4 separate regions of the Mus musculus genome follow, and regions 1, 3 and 4 are each linked to region 2. A link is a contact called in public promoter capture Hi-C data. All regions are on one chromosome and are shown on one strand. The core of a region is the stretch at or near the end of the contact, and the rest is flanking DNA. Distances in the headings are between cores, read along the strand shown. Region 1 holds the start of A730006G06Rik (RIKEN cDNA A730006G06 gene). Region 2 holds the start of Usp49 (ubiquitin specific peptidase 49). Region 3 holds the start of Foxp4 (forkhead box P4). Region 4 holds the start of 1700122O11Rik (RIKEN cDNA 1700122O11 gene).

Region 1 (2,901 bases), core at 274-2,773, 460 kb after region 2:
GAGCAGAGTACAGTGCACACATACATGGTCTGACTAAGTTGGCTCTTTCCATTCTTTCATACTTCAGAAATCCCTTCCTAGGGAATGGTGCCACCCACTGTGGGTGGGTCTTCCCATCTTAATAGCACAGTTGAGAAAACCCTCAAGTGATACGGCCAGAAGCCTGCCTCCAAGGTAGTTCTGGATTGTGTCACATTAGTAATGAAAACAAACCATCATGGGCTAGAGAGACAGCTCAGTGGTTAAGTGTGCTTGCAGTGTCAGACAGGCCTATAACTCCAGCTCCAGGACCCATCCCTCTCTTCTAGCCTGCACCCTGGGCACCTGCATATATGTGACATACACTCCCACAAGCACACACATGTAAAATAAAATCCAAACTCATCATCATCACAAAGCACCAGCCAGAGAGTCTAGTATCCTTGGTTACCACCAGCAACTAGAGTAAAGGACTAAAAAAGGAATTCCCTCAGAGCCACAGGAGGCAAGCCAGTCCCACAGGCCATCAGCCTCTGACTTCCTGAGCTGTGAGAGGAACAGATTTAGGGTTAAAGCCATCTGTTTATGGTGATTCTGGGGTTACATCAGCCCTGTGCAATGAACACAACCAGTGTCAAGCTACAGTCTGTGCCTCCTGGCCAAATGCAGTTACTGGACTACCAGGAGAAGCAGGACCTTGTGGACTCCAGAGAGAAGTTAGGGAACCCAGCGATGTAACACAGGGGCCCTATGAACACACCCATCTGTGACATCACCTGTGACATCACAGCAGGGAGAGGGGCCCTTCACAACCTTTCCCACTTGGACTTTCAAGGACTCAGAAAGCTAGTGCTAGAGGTAGGGTCCTTGAAATGTCCAGCCTGTCCCTCGTGCCACCTCTTCTGACTTGCCCTCAGTCACATGTCAGTTCCCATCAAAGACTGTATGCACAAGTGAGGCTGAGCAGCTCTCCCTCTTGAGATGTTTGGAAGACATGTTGGAGGCATTTTACCCTCCAGCCTGAGGGAATAGGACATCTCTGCTCCAGCATCCTTCCTTCTCTGGAGACCCATTAGGACTGCTGCTGTTATGAATCACCCCCTCTCTCCTCCAAGCCTCCAAATTCTCTCAGTAGAGGAAACCAAGCCATCTACCTTGTTGTAGAATCGGCCCCTCTATTTTCATTGCAGAAAGAAGATCATGTCCTTGGGAAAGATGGAGAATGAGTTCGAAGTCAGGTTGGAATGTCCCATTTTGGGGAATTCTTTTTTCTTTCTCCCAGGCCTTCCTTTTTTCAACTATCTATCTATCTATCTATCTATCTATCTATCTATCTATCTATCTATCTATCTATCTATCTTTCATTCATTCATTCATTCTTTTGTTCACCCATTTTAAAAGGAAAGCCCGACTCTACAAGGGACTGAGATGGAAGACCCAGACCCAGGGCGACCCGCACTCCCACTCACCTGGGAATGAGCTCTGCCCCTCCACGGAGCAAGCTTCAAAGGTCTGCCTGTGTGGCTGCAGCTTGCGGACAAAAGCGGTCCTCCACCCCAGGCCGGATCCAGTCCCTCTTCTAGTCTCTCGGGGGCCGTCCAGCTTGCCATCAGAGAGGAAGACACTGGTTTCCAAGGAGACAGTCTTTCCAGCTCAGCTCTCCCACCACTCTCCGAAGGAAAAAGCTGAGGGCAAGTCCCAGCTGTTATCTTGGCGGGATCCGGTACCTCTGCGCCAGCTGGTGCCTATGAGCGTGTGGCCCAAGGGCTTTATTCATCCACTCCCCAAACCTTTGCCAGGGCAAGCTCTGAGCACCTTTATCCATGTTGAAGGGGTTCACATCCCTAGGGCAGTATCTCCGGTGACATCACTGGTGGAAGATAACAAGTCTTCTATGCCACCTTTACTAAAATGAACGTGCCTGCTCAATTAATTGCTATTTATCTGTGTCTACTGTAAACACGCAAAACTGTCCATTTTTAACTGAGAATATATTTTTATCCTCAATGTGAACCCAGTTGGGACTTCCAGAATACTGTATCCCAGTGTATCTTTCAAAATATATTTTTATTTTTATTTGTGCATGTATGTGTGTGCCTGTAAGTGTACTACATGGGGGAAGGTGCCAGTGGAGGCCTTAGGATCCCAGACCCCTAGGATTGGAGTTCAAGGCCATTGTGAGTTGCTGGGAATTGAACCGGGAGTCCTTTGCAAGAGCAGCAAACACCCCTAACTACAGAGTCACCTCTCCAGCCCCTGCGACCTTGAGTTGGGGCCTCGTGTAGCCGAGGCTGACCTGGCATTTGGTATATGAGGCTGGCCATGAGCTACTTACTGATGCTTCTGCTCTTCCTACCTAATTGCTGGGATTCCAGGCACGGAGCAGCATCCTAGGAATGACCTACAGCCTTGATTCTTCACACGGCTGCCCGCTTGGTACACAGTGGGTAATTTTTCTGTAGCGCCCAGCTTCCAGCAGGACATGGATGAGGACACTCCAGGTCACTTTTTGTAAACTGACTGGGATTTTGCTGAGCCTGTTGGATGTATAGGCAAATTGACATCATGATATGAGGCTATGAGAAGTCCTATCTCTAGCATGGTGTGACTCCCTTTACCAAGTCTCCCTCCCTGAGACGATGCCTTGCGTAACTAAAACAACAAATTGGTATTGATGTACTTGGATCCTTCCATTTTCTTGGTGTTTTTACCATTTCAGTGTAAAAGTTTTAAGTTTTCATTTCCCCTTCTCCCTTCCCCCCTTCCTTCCTCCTTCCCTCCCTTCCTCTTTCCTACTTTCCTTTCTTCCTTCTTTCCTTTCCTCCCCCTCTTACTCCTCTTTGTCTTGGGATAGGACTTAATTTACCAGGTAGGCCTTGAACTGGTTATGTAGCTGACGGTGACCCGATTACTCTTCATATA
Region 2 (2,857 bases), core at 270-2,769:
CAGAAGGTAAGCCGCAGGGTATGCAAAATTCCTTTACCTTTACAGATCGTAGGGGTGGGGGTGGGGCGCTCGGAAAAGTGCCTGGCCCTTTAAGGAGGAGGGCCAGACAGTAGACTCTGTACCTTTAAGAGCCTCTTTGTCTAGAAACCTTCTTCCGTACCTCAACCAAACTTTGCCGGTGACTCGCGCCGCGCCGCGCCGCGTCTTAGCCTCTCACACCGGCCCGCCACAGCCGCTGACCCGAAACTTGGTGCCCACGGCACAAACCTGCGTAAAGGGCGCGGGGCCCCAGGTCGCGGCCGGGAAGGTGCGCCGTTGGCGCATTGCGGGACCTGGGGGCGGGGCTCTGACAGGCGGGCCAATGGGCGATAAGGGGCGTGGTCCGCCTGCTCGTCTTGCGCCCGGGTGACAGCTCGCGCGTGCTGATGATGGCGGTAAATAGAGAGGGGAGGGAGCTGGGAAGGGGGCGGAGGGCCGGCGGAGCGGCCGAGGGGGCGGCCCGGGGGGCGTGAGGGGCCGCAGTGGCTGGGAGTTCGCGCAGATATTCGGAGGCGGGGACACGCGGCCCGGGCATGCCGGCCCTCCCCTTTTAAAGGAAAGGGAAAAAAAAAAAAATCCCCTCACACACCCGGTGAGGGGCGACAAAGGCGGCGTGCGCCTAGCGGGCGGGAGGAGCGGCGGCAGGGGGCGGGACCGCGACGCCGGCGGGCCCCGGGCGCCCGGGGCGGGGACGGCGGGCGGCGACAGCGAAGGCGCGAGTCCCGGCGCGCGGACGCTGCGTTTTGGCGGGGTGGGCGACGTCTGGGTTGTGAGGTGAAAGGTTTGAAGGGAGAGAGGGGAAGGCAGGCTGGGGCGGGGACGGAAGGGTTTGCTGAGTAGGAGATGAAGAGGATTAGGAGAGAAAGGGTTAGAAGCCGGAGAGTGGAGTGAGAAAGAAACCCAGGCTGGCCCCGGGATGAGGTTAGGAAGCCCGGGGCTGGGAAGAGGGATCCGGGGTCAGGGCTAGGAGCAGGGGTCTGGAAGAGGCAAGGCTTGGCAGGTGGGAGGTGTTGGGCCAGGGCCAGAAGAGTTGCAAGTGGAAGACAAGGAAGGAGCAGAGCCGGGGTAGTAGTTGGGAGTGGAGGAGAGTGATTAAGAGCCAGACGTGACAAGGGTGTGAACTAGTGCAGAGCTGGGGATGAGCTGAAGGGCTGGGAGCCGCTGGGGTGGGATCGACAAGGTGTGGGTCAGTAGCTGGTGAGGGGTGTAAATTCTGTAAAGTGAGGGAGACAGGAGACCTGGATCACAACCAGGTGGAATCAAGAATCGGACGTTAGTGGAAGGGCTAACGGGAAGCGAGCTGAGAGCTGGGCGTTAATAGGACAGTTCTGGGAGAAAAAGAAACAACGCTGAAAGGACGCTAGAAGCGGGGTGGAAGGAATGATGGTGAGCTGGGAAACTGGAGAATTGCTTGTCGAGGAGGTTCAGCAAGGTAAAGATAGTGGAGTCAAAAGATTGGCCGAAAGGCAACCCGAGGAGATGGGCCCTGGGAATTAAAGGATGGAATGGGGAGTGGGGAAAGAGAAAGGAGATTAAGGCAAGCTAGGGAAGTCCTGGTGGGTATAGAACTGGGGTGGGCTGCACAGGAGTGGGAAACGAATGTTTTGCCCTGAAGTGCCCCAGAAGGTCTGGAAGGGGCAGGGCACAAACGCTGTAGTGAAGGATCTGAAGTAGAGAGCCTTTGGTGCAGAAGATAAGGAACCATGGTGAGTGAAAGGGGACCTAGAAACAGGGGGAAAAGACTGAGAAGTGGGGGACCAGATGGGGGTGCAGCATAGGAGTTCTTTGTTAAGAGAAATGTGTATTGAATTTGTGAGTCCTTTTGTCCCTAATAGTAGGAAATTCCAGAAACCTTTTTCTCTCTTCAAGGAGTCTTGGATCCAGTTTCCATCTTTCGCCTGAAAATCCACTTTCATGTCCACTTTGAAAAGATGAGACCCATTTTTACTTGATTTTGTTCTTGTGGGATAGAAAAATTGGCAGCCTTGGGTGCTGAAAACCTCTTGGTTTCACTAATGTTGTGCTAAAGGGTAAATGAATTGTGTTTATTTACAATGTGCCTGTGGGATGTGGTAGTTGGGGTGGGTGGAGGAGCTGTTTTAGAGCTAACGACGCTGGCCAGGGCCAGGGCATCTCATTGAAGAGTACACCGTTGGGGAGAGAAAGACATGGTTCATTTGGTTTTTATTAATCAGACAGATTTCTGCCTAATTGTTTTCAGCAACTGAAGAATATGGAGAGAGAGAGAGAGAGAGAGAGAGAGAGAGAGAGAGAGAGAGAGAGAGAGAAAGAGAAATAACTAACCAGGGAAGTTTACTGAGCAGGAGTCTGAAGTCACTGCTCTAAGGGCGTTGAGTTCGTATGCTGCTTGCAGCTTTGTGTGGAACATTTTTCATGGGGTAATTTCTCCCCAGATCTTCAGACAGTGATGGAGAAAGGTTGACTGCAGAGCTGAGGAGAGTTTTAGAGCTGTGAACTCATCTTTTAGATTGCATAATGGCTTTATGAGTACCTTTTATGAAAAAACTTCTGTAAGATAAGATTGCAGTCCCTCTGCCTGTTGTATTGTATGATTGTGAATAGGAAGGGCATATTAATATTCTTTAGAACCCTTTGATTTGTAAGGCACATTTTTAATGAAAATAATTACATTTATTTGTATGTATGTGGAGCAGTTATGGAAGTCAGAGGACAACTTGTGGAAGTTGGCTCTTTCTTCGCATCATTTATGTACCGAGGATTGAACTCAGATAGTCAGGCTTGGCAGCAAGCTCTTTTACCCAATAAGCCATCTCTCTGGCACTATAAGACCATTTTG
Region 3 (2,821 bases), core at 223-2,722, 290 kb after region 2:
AGATTTGAGCGCCGCGGAGGATGGCCGCGGGCCAGAGGGACGCTGGGGAGACTGTCTCACGAGTCACCAGAGTCTTCAGTCTGGGGGAATGGACTCCACTGCTCACTCCGGCAGCTTCATCTCTGGTGGCCTTGGGCCCACTCTCCGTTACCTTATTCCCTCACTCTCAAACCTCACACTACCCCGCAGGAGCTCTGTCCGAATGAGGAGGGTATCCACTAGATTAGTTCCCCACCGATCAGCTCCGGCGCACGTAAATAAATAAATAAATAAATAAATAAATAAATCACAGGGGCCATTACCAGTCTCTCTCAAGTCCCCAAGAAGTTTTCCGCTTTATCTCAGATCTGATTAAGAGATGCGGGAGTGGGGGGGGAGGTTGACTAGTCTCAGCACTTTCGAAGTGTGACCTCCACAAACCAAGGCGATGAGGTGTTTGAGATTGTTGCCCCCCCCAACACACACACCAACACACACACACAGACTCAAGTCTTTCTGTTTGTCCTGGGGAGTCCCGTGCAGACTGGACTTGGGGGGATCCCAGTTCACCACTTCCCTTCCCGGCTCAGGAAAGTCCGGGCCGGGAAGTATTCTTTGTCTCACTCCGGGAGGGGGGGTCGCGCCCCCTAACACCCCATTCCCAGCAGCGAGGCCAGGAGGGGGCGGAGCCCAGATTCTTGGGGCAGGGCGGGCCTCAGTGGCTTCTCCAAGCCGCCCCCCCTCCGCCCCGGCCAGCTTCCCGCTGCCCCCCAGCCCCGCGCCTCAGCCCCCACCTGTTCCCCAGACAGCTCCGATCGGCTGGGGGCCCGGGCCGGGGGCAGGGTCTCTCAACTCACCAGGGTCAGTGCTCCGCGGCCGGCCCAGCTGGAACAAAGTGCTCCGGCCCGGGGCCGGGCTCCTCCGGCGGCCGACGCGCCTCGGGCGGGCAGTTTGCAAACACAAAGTGAGCCGGGGAGCAGGCGAGAGAGTGAGCGAGCTAGGGAGTTGGACGAGTCCCCGGCCCAGCCCCCACCCGGATCCCTGGGGTCCCTGAATCGGCCACCTACCTGTCCGGCCCGGCCGCTCAGTGCGGGCTCCGGCCCGTCAGCCCGCACGGGGCATGGGGCTCGCTCGGGTCGCAGCCCGGGCCCGCCGCCACTCGCCGGGGCTGCCCCTGCGCTCCGAAGCGATCTTTCTAGCGCCGATCGCCGCGCGCCTTAGCCCCTTGGGGGCATCGCACTTTGGAGGATGGCTTGGCTCTCTCCAGCTTCCGATCGTCCTTCCCCGGGCTCCGGCGACGCTCCTGAGCTCGCTCCGGCTCCGGGGCTCCGGGACCCCGGCGTCCCCGCCCCCGGCCCAGCCCTGGTTCCGGCCCGGGCTCCTCCCCGCCGCGCCGCGGCCGCCTGCGCCGCGCCCTGATCGCGTGTTGGGGGGCTCCGTCCCGGCAGCTGGTGGCACTGTCCGGTCCGTAGGGGCGACCGGCTCCGGACTCCGAGGGGCTGCGACTGAGCCCCGGCTGCGAGTGGCTGCGAGCGATCGGCGCGCGGGCGGGGCACACCGGGCGGGGGGACCGGAGGGGTGGAGGGAAGGAGGGAGCGCGCCGAGCGACAGGGAGGAGGGAGCGAACGAGCGAGCGGCGGAGGGAGGGGAGACTAACTTCTAGTGCTACCATAATTCGCCTAAAGCAGGTGCAGCCACTTTTCCCCCTGAGAGGCGGCCAGCGGCAAGCCGAAGAGGACCACGTGGACCAAACTTTGGGGAAGGAAAAAATGGGGACGTGGGGCTACCGATCTGCCAAAGTCGATAGGCCGTAGAGTTTCACAGTGGACTGGGGACCCATCCGATGGGAGGCTTTATTAACTCTGGCCTTTTCCTGGAACCTGGAGGTACGGCCAAGTCCTGCTGGCACACGGTTCACTGGTTTCGGGCGGGCTGCGCCTGGCGCGGGGAGTGGTCAGGACCCCCCCCCCCCCAGTCCGAAGCCGACGTCCAGCGCGGGCCCTGCCGCGCCTCCCTCTGACTCCCCACTGTGTGGGGGCTGGGGCTGGGGAGGCTCTTTCTGGGCTTTGTGAACAGTCTTTTCTCCCATCCCGGCGCGCACGCGCTGCCGCCTCGGTCTGCAAAGGGGAATTTCCTATAAAGTGCTGTGAGAACCGATGGAGAAAGGGCTTCAGGCTGGATCCACGCGGGCCAAGCACAGAGCAAAGTCGAGGCAATTATCTGAACAAATTAGATTGTAAACAAAACTTGGCGTCCCTGAATACCGCTTGTGCCCAGGGGGACCGTGAGGATGGGGGTGGGGGTGGGGTTGGGGACGCTGGTGTGTGTTTGGGTTGGGAGGGGGAAGTCCGGGCACGGAAAGGCCCAGGTTCCGAGGGGGAGGACTAAATTGGGTAGCAGGAGCCAGGCTCAGACTGGTGGAGAACTGAGAGAGAGAGAAAAAAAATCCTCCCACTCTCTACCCAAACATCTTCCCTTTCGGGTGTGTGAAGAGGTGAGGGGCACGCCTCAGGGACCCTCCGTGTTTGGCCCACCCTGCCCAGAGAAGTTATGGGTTGAGCACAGGAAGGCAGTGACTCTGGGAGACCCTGTTGGCTTCGGGTTACCTTGAGGCAGGTGACCAAGGGCAGGCAGACCCCATGGAGGATGAACTGGGTAAGGACTGGGCCTGGTTTCCTGGGGATAACATATTTTGGAGAAAACTCTTAAAAAAAAAAAAAACACAACAACAACAACAAAAACGGGTTTCTGAGATAACAGCTTAAGCAATTTCTGCTCACCTATTCTGCCCCTTTTCCGTGGGCCAGGAGCTGAAAGGTGGTAGTTACAACCCAGCTCTGAA
Region 4 (2,829 bases), core at 10-2,509, 410 kb after region 2:
TTCTTAGCCAGCTAGACTCTTCTCTAGATCCCAATGAGGGCAAGGTTTTAGGGGTGGGGCAGGAAGTCATGGAGGGTAGGGGGTGGAGCCTCATCTTTGAGCTCAATCTGCAGCCGCAGAGGCAGGTTCCACGGAGTGAGGGCAGGGAGAAATCTTCCCACCACTGGGCTTGCTCTGGGGAGGGCCTGGGCCAAGCCATCAGGCCCCACACTGAGTTCTGCTTGGGTACTCCAAGAAGGGCCTTGATCCTGAGCAAAAGGAAGGAAGAGTGGAGTCAGGGAGTGGAGATAGAGGGGCAGCGGACCGATATGGTCATAGAGTGAGGCTCTCCAGAGCCGGGAGGGACAGGAGGAAGAAGGAAGGCGCTGTGTCTCAACACACCTGTTTTGTTCTTCTTTCTCTTGCTCTTGGTCTACATTCTCCTTCCCTGTTTCTTCTTCTTCCTCCTCTTCCTCAAGTTTTATTTTGTTCCAAATATCTTCCAATGATGAGATCTTGGACATAGGACTGAAGATAGAATTCACCCATCTTTCCTCTTAAAAAAAGGGGGGGGGATGGTAGGAACCTCATATCAAGAGAATCCAGGATTGACAGATTCAGGGTTGGGGAAGAACCAAATTCCTTCCCTAGCTCACACTCTCACCCCAGATTTAGGCCTTAGGCCTACCAACGCTGGACTATTTGGATGGCAATCTTGCCACTTAGAATATAGTGACAAACCCCCCTAGCTTTTTTTTTTTTTCTGAGGCAGTGTCTCACTATGTAGTCCAAGCTGGCTTCAAACTCTCAATTCCCCTGACTGATGCAGTCTTCCAAGTGCTGGATCACAGATTTGTGAGGCTACACCTGGCTCTCAGTCCCCTCTGCCTGACAAAAACTCTACCAGTTAGGTGACTCAAGGCCCAAGCCTGGACCATTCATCACTTTGACAGATGCTTTGAATCAGTCCCCTCAGTCCCTCTCTCCTCCGATGGCTACCATTACCTTTGTTTGTACCTGGCACGTCAGGGACGCTTACAGAGAGCCTTACTAAGCCATAGTGGGGCTTTCTTCCTTGAACACACACACACACACATGCACAGGAACACGCACACACGCACGCACACACACTTCTAACCAGTACTTCTGTATAGATTTGGGGTTGAGATTATTTCTGCTCATGTCTGTCCATGAGACAGACCTCCAAAGTCACTTGGCCAGTGGCTGACAGGCCACGGGACATGCCCATGCCACTCCATCCTATCCACTCGGAGTAGAAGGGAAGGGAATGTGAGCAAGAACTTCTTTATCTTAGCTTAAAGGGAGGAGCCACACCTCCAAACCTATTGTGACATCATCCTTGTGAGCCATAAGTCCAAAGGAGCCATCATGTCTTTACCAAATCTAGCTCCTTAGGGTCTCTGGGATGTTAACTCTCCTTCCATTTCCCCAGCTCCTCTGTGGAATGGATGAGATACCACAGAGCCCACAGTTCAGCTGGGGACCCCTCTCCTCTGAAGAGTCAGGTGCTGCTGGGATTAAAGGTAGCACCAGCAATGCCTGACTGGTTTTGAGACAAGATCTCATGATGTAGTCCAAGTTAGTCTGCTACTTCCGACCTGTTTGTCTCCACCTTCAAAGATTAGTATGTGGGCAGATACCCTTGTGCCTGACCTTGAGAGTGTTTCTAGACATTGATGATAAACTTCGATGCTCACTACATTTGACTGGAGAAGGAGAATCTGATGTGGGTATTTTGTTCTTGCTTTTGACAAGTCTCTTGGTTAGCCCAGGCTGGTTTCAAACTCATTATCCTCCAGTCTCAGCCCCCTGAATACTGGAATAGCGGGCATGGAGAGCCTAAATTTCTACAGTAGTATAGCTGGAGTCCTAAGCTTAGGCTAATTTCTGAGCAGGAACGTGAAGAACTGGCAAGATCTCTCTGCCCTCCAGTTGGTGCTGAAATGCCCCTGACCTGGAACCTCACAGTCTTCTTTCTGTTCCTGCTGTGGAACTTTAAGGTGTGTGGTTGTCTTGGGAGTATGCAAGGGGATGGGTATACCAAGTGTCCCTTCGTGGCTCTTGTCTCTCTTCCTTGTTTTTATTGGCTAGAGTAAAGAGATCAAGTCCAGCACAACAGCTGGCCTGCCTGTCTAGGGAATCTTAGAGAAGAAAGGGCTAGGGTTTGATGACCTAGAAGGCCGAGGAACACAATCCAGGCTGAAGAAGGAAGCCTGCAGGTAAGTGTGAAGTGAACGCTTGGGATTTCCTTACTGGCTACCCTGGGCAAGCATCTCCATCTCCTAGAGCCCCATTATCTTCATCTGCAAAGTGGAACGCAAGTTGGTTCCCATCTCTCCAGCTCATGCAGAGAGAGTAGATGGTGCAAGAGAAAAGGAGTGGCTGGCACACAGTAGGACCCCAGATATTGCAAATAATACATATTGCCGGCCACAAAGTGTTGTGCACTTTCCTTCGAGTCCCACCTCTCTACCATCTGCCTCTACTTAAAAACAATCCCTCCCTCCCACGTGAGTAATTTTCCCTCTCAGTAGCTCCCTGAAGCTGACAGCAACCAACTCTGGGCGGAGTCCCGCAGAGGCTCCTGCCCATTAGTCAGGGTTTCCAAGGCCCTGCCTGGGACTCCCCCCTCCTCCCTCTAGGCAAGGACAGGAAGTGGGGACTTTGAGAGTTGCAGTCTTCCCCCGCAGTCACTATGCCTGCAGTCAGTCAGTGTCTCCCACGGAGGGCGAAACACGGGCCACCTGCTTCTGCCTTCTACTGTTCAGTCCCTGCAGTGGTCCTGACGGCCGGGCAACTGGGCAACCCGTGTGGGCTTGAGCTCTAGGA

Evidence for each region. Promoter capture Hi-C pulls out the DNA fragments that hold promoters and counts their contacts.
Region 1: a contact with region 2 is called in a promoter capture Hi-C map of stem cell-derived epiblast-like cells, with 3 times the contacts expected there. The contact joins the promoter of A730006G06Rik here to the promoter of Usp49 in region 2. A contact is called at or near these places in 8 of 39 promoter capture datasets (cranial neural crest, embryonic stem cells, frontonasal cranial neural crest and 4 more), 3 of 15 datasets of contacts at CTCF or cohesin (embryonic stem cells, pro-B cells and stem cell-derived epiblast-like cells), 6 of 484 Hi-C or Micro-C datasets (cranial neural crest and embryonic stem cells), 7 of 115 datasets of contacts at active chromatin or transcription factors (embryonic forebrain, embryonic stem cells, forebrain and 3 more) and 1 of 9 other capture datasets (pancreatic islet).
Region 3: a contact with region 2 is called in a promoter capture Hi-C map of embryonic stem cells. The contact joins the promoter of Foxp4 here to the promoter of Usp49 in region 2. A contact is called at or near these places in 2 of 39 promoter capture datasets (the C10 cell line and embryonic stem cells), 5 of 484 Hi-C or Micro-C datasets (CD8 T cells, embryonic stem cells and pre-megakaryocyte-erythroid progenitors) and 2 of 115 datasets of contacts at active chromatin or transcription factors (embryonic stem cells and pancreatic cancer cells).
Region 4: a promoter capture Hi-C map of stem cell-derived epiblast-like cells shows a contact between it and region 2, with 4 times the contacts expected there. The contact joins the promoter of 1700122O11Rik here to the promoter of Usp49 in region 2. A contact is called at or near these places in 3 of 39 promoter capture datasets (embryonic stem cells and stem cell-derived epiblast-like cells), 2 of 484 Hi-C or Micro-C datasets (both in embryonic stem cells) and 2 of 115 datasets of contacts at active chromatin or transcription factors (embryonic stem cells and microglia).

Annotation. Positions count from the first base shown.
Region 1 is chr17:48,088,855-48,091,755 of GRCm38.p6, forward strand. It overlaps A730006G06Rik (RIKEN cDNA A730006G06 gene), which reads right to left and starts at 1,524. Exons shown (of 3, transcript NR_110485.1): 1 at 1,449-1,524. 1700067P10Rik (RIKEN cDNA 1700067P10 gene) reads left to right here and starts at 788. Exons shown (of 3, transcript NR_160405.1): 1 at 788-837; 2 at 1,170-1,217; 3 at 1,381-2,066.
Region 2 is chr17:47,629,171-47,632,027 of GRCm38.p6, forward strand. Usp49 (ubiquitin specific peptidase 49) reads left to right here and starts at 1,520. Exons shown (of 7, transcript NM_198421.2): 1 at 1,520-1,745. The region is part of intron 3 of Gm20517 (predicted gene 20517); the gene reads left to right.
Region 3 is chr17:47,923,160-47,925,980 of GRCm38.p6, forward strand. It overlaps Foxp4 (forkhead box P4), which reads right to left and starts at 1,473. Exons shown (of 17, transcript NM_001110825.1): 1 at 1,047-1,473. Gm46601 (a long non-coding RNA gene) reads right to left here. Exons shown (of 3, transcript XR_003952247.1): 2 at 2,760-2,821; 3 at 2,315-2,655.
Region 4 is chr17:48,037,034-48,039,862 of GRCm38.p6, forward strand. It overlaps 1700122O11Rik (RIKEN cDNA 1700122O11 gene), which reads right to left and starts at 1,260. Exons shown (of 3, transcript NM_029689.1): 1 at 1,181-1,260; 2 at 382-535; 3 at 1-248. The coding sequence starts at 1,238.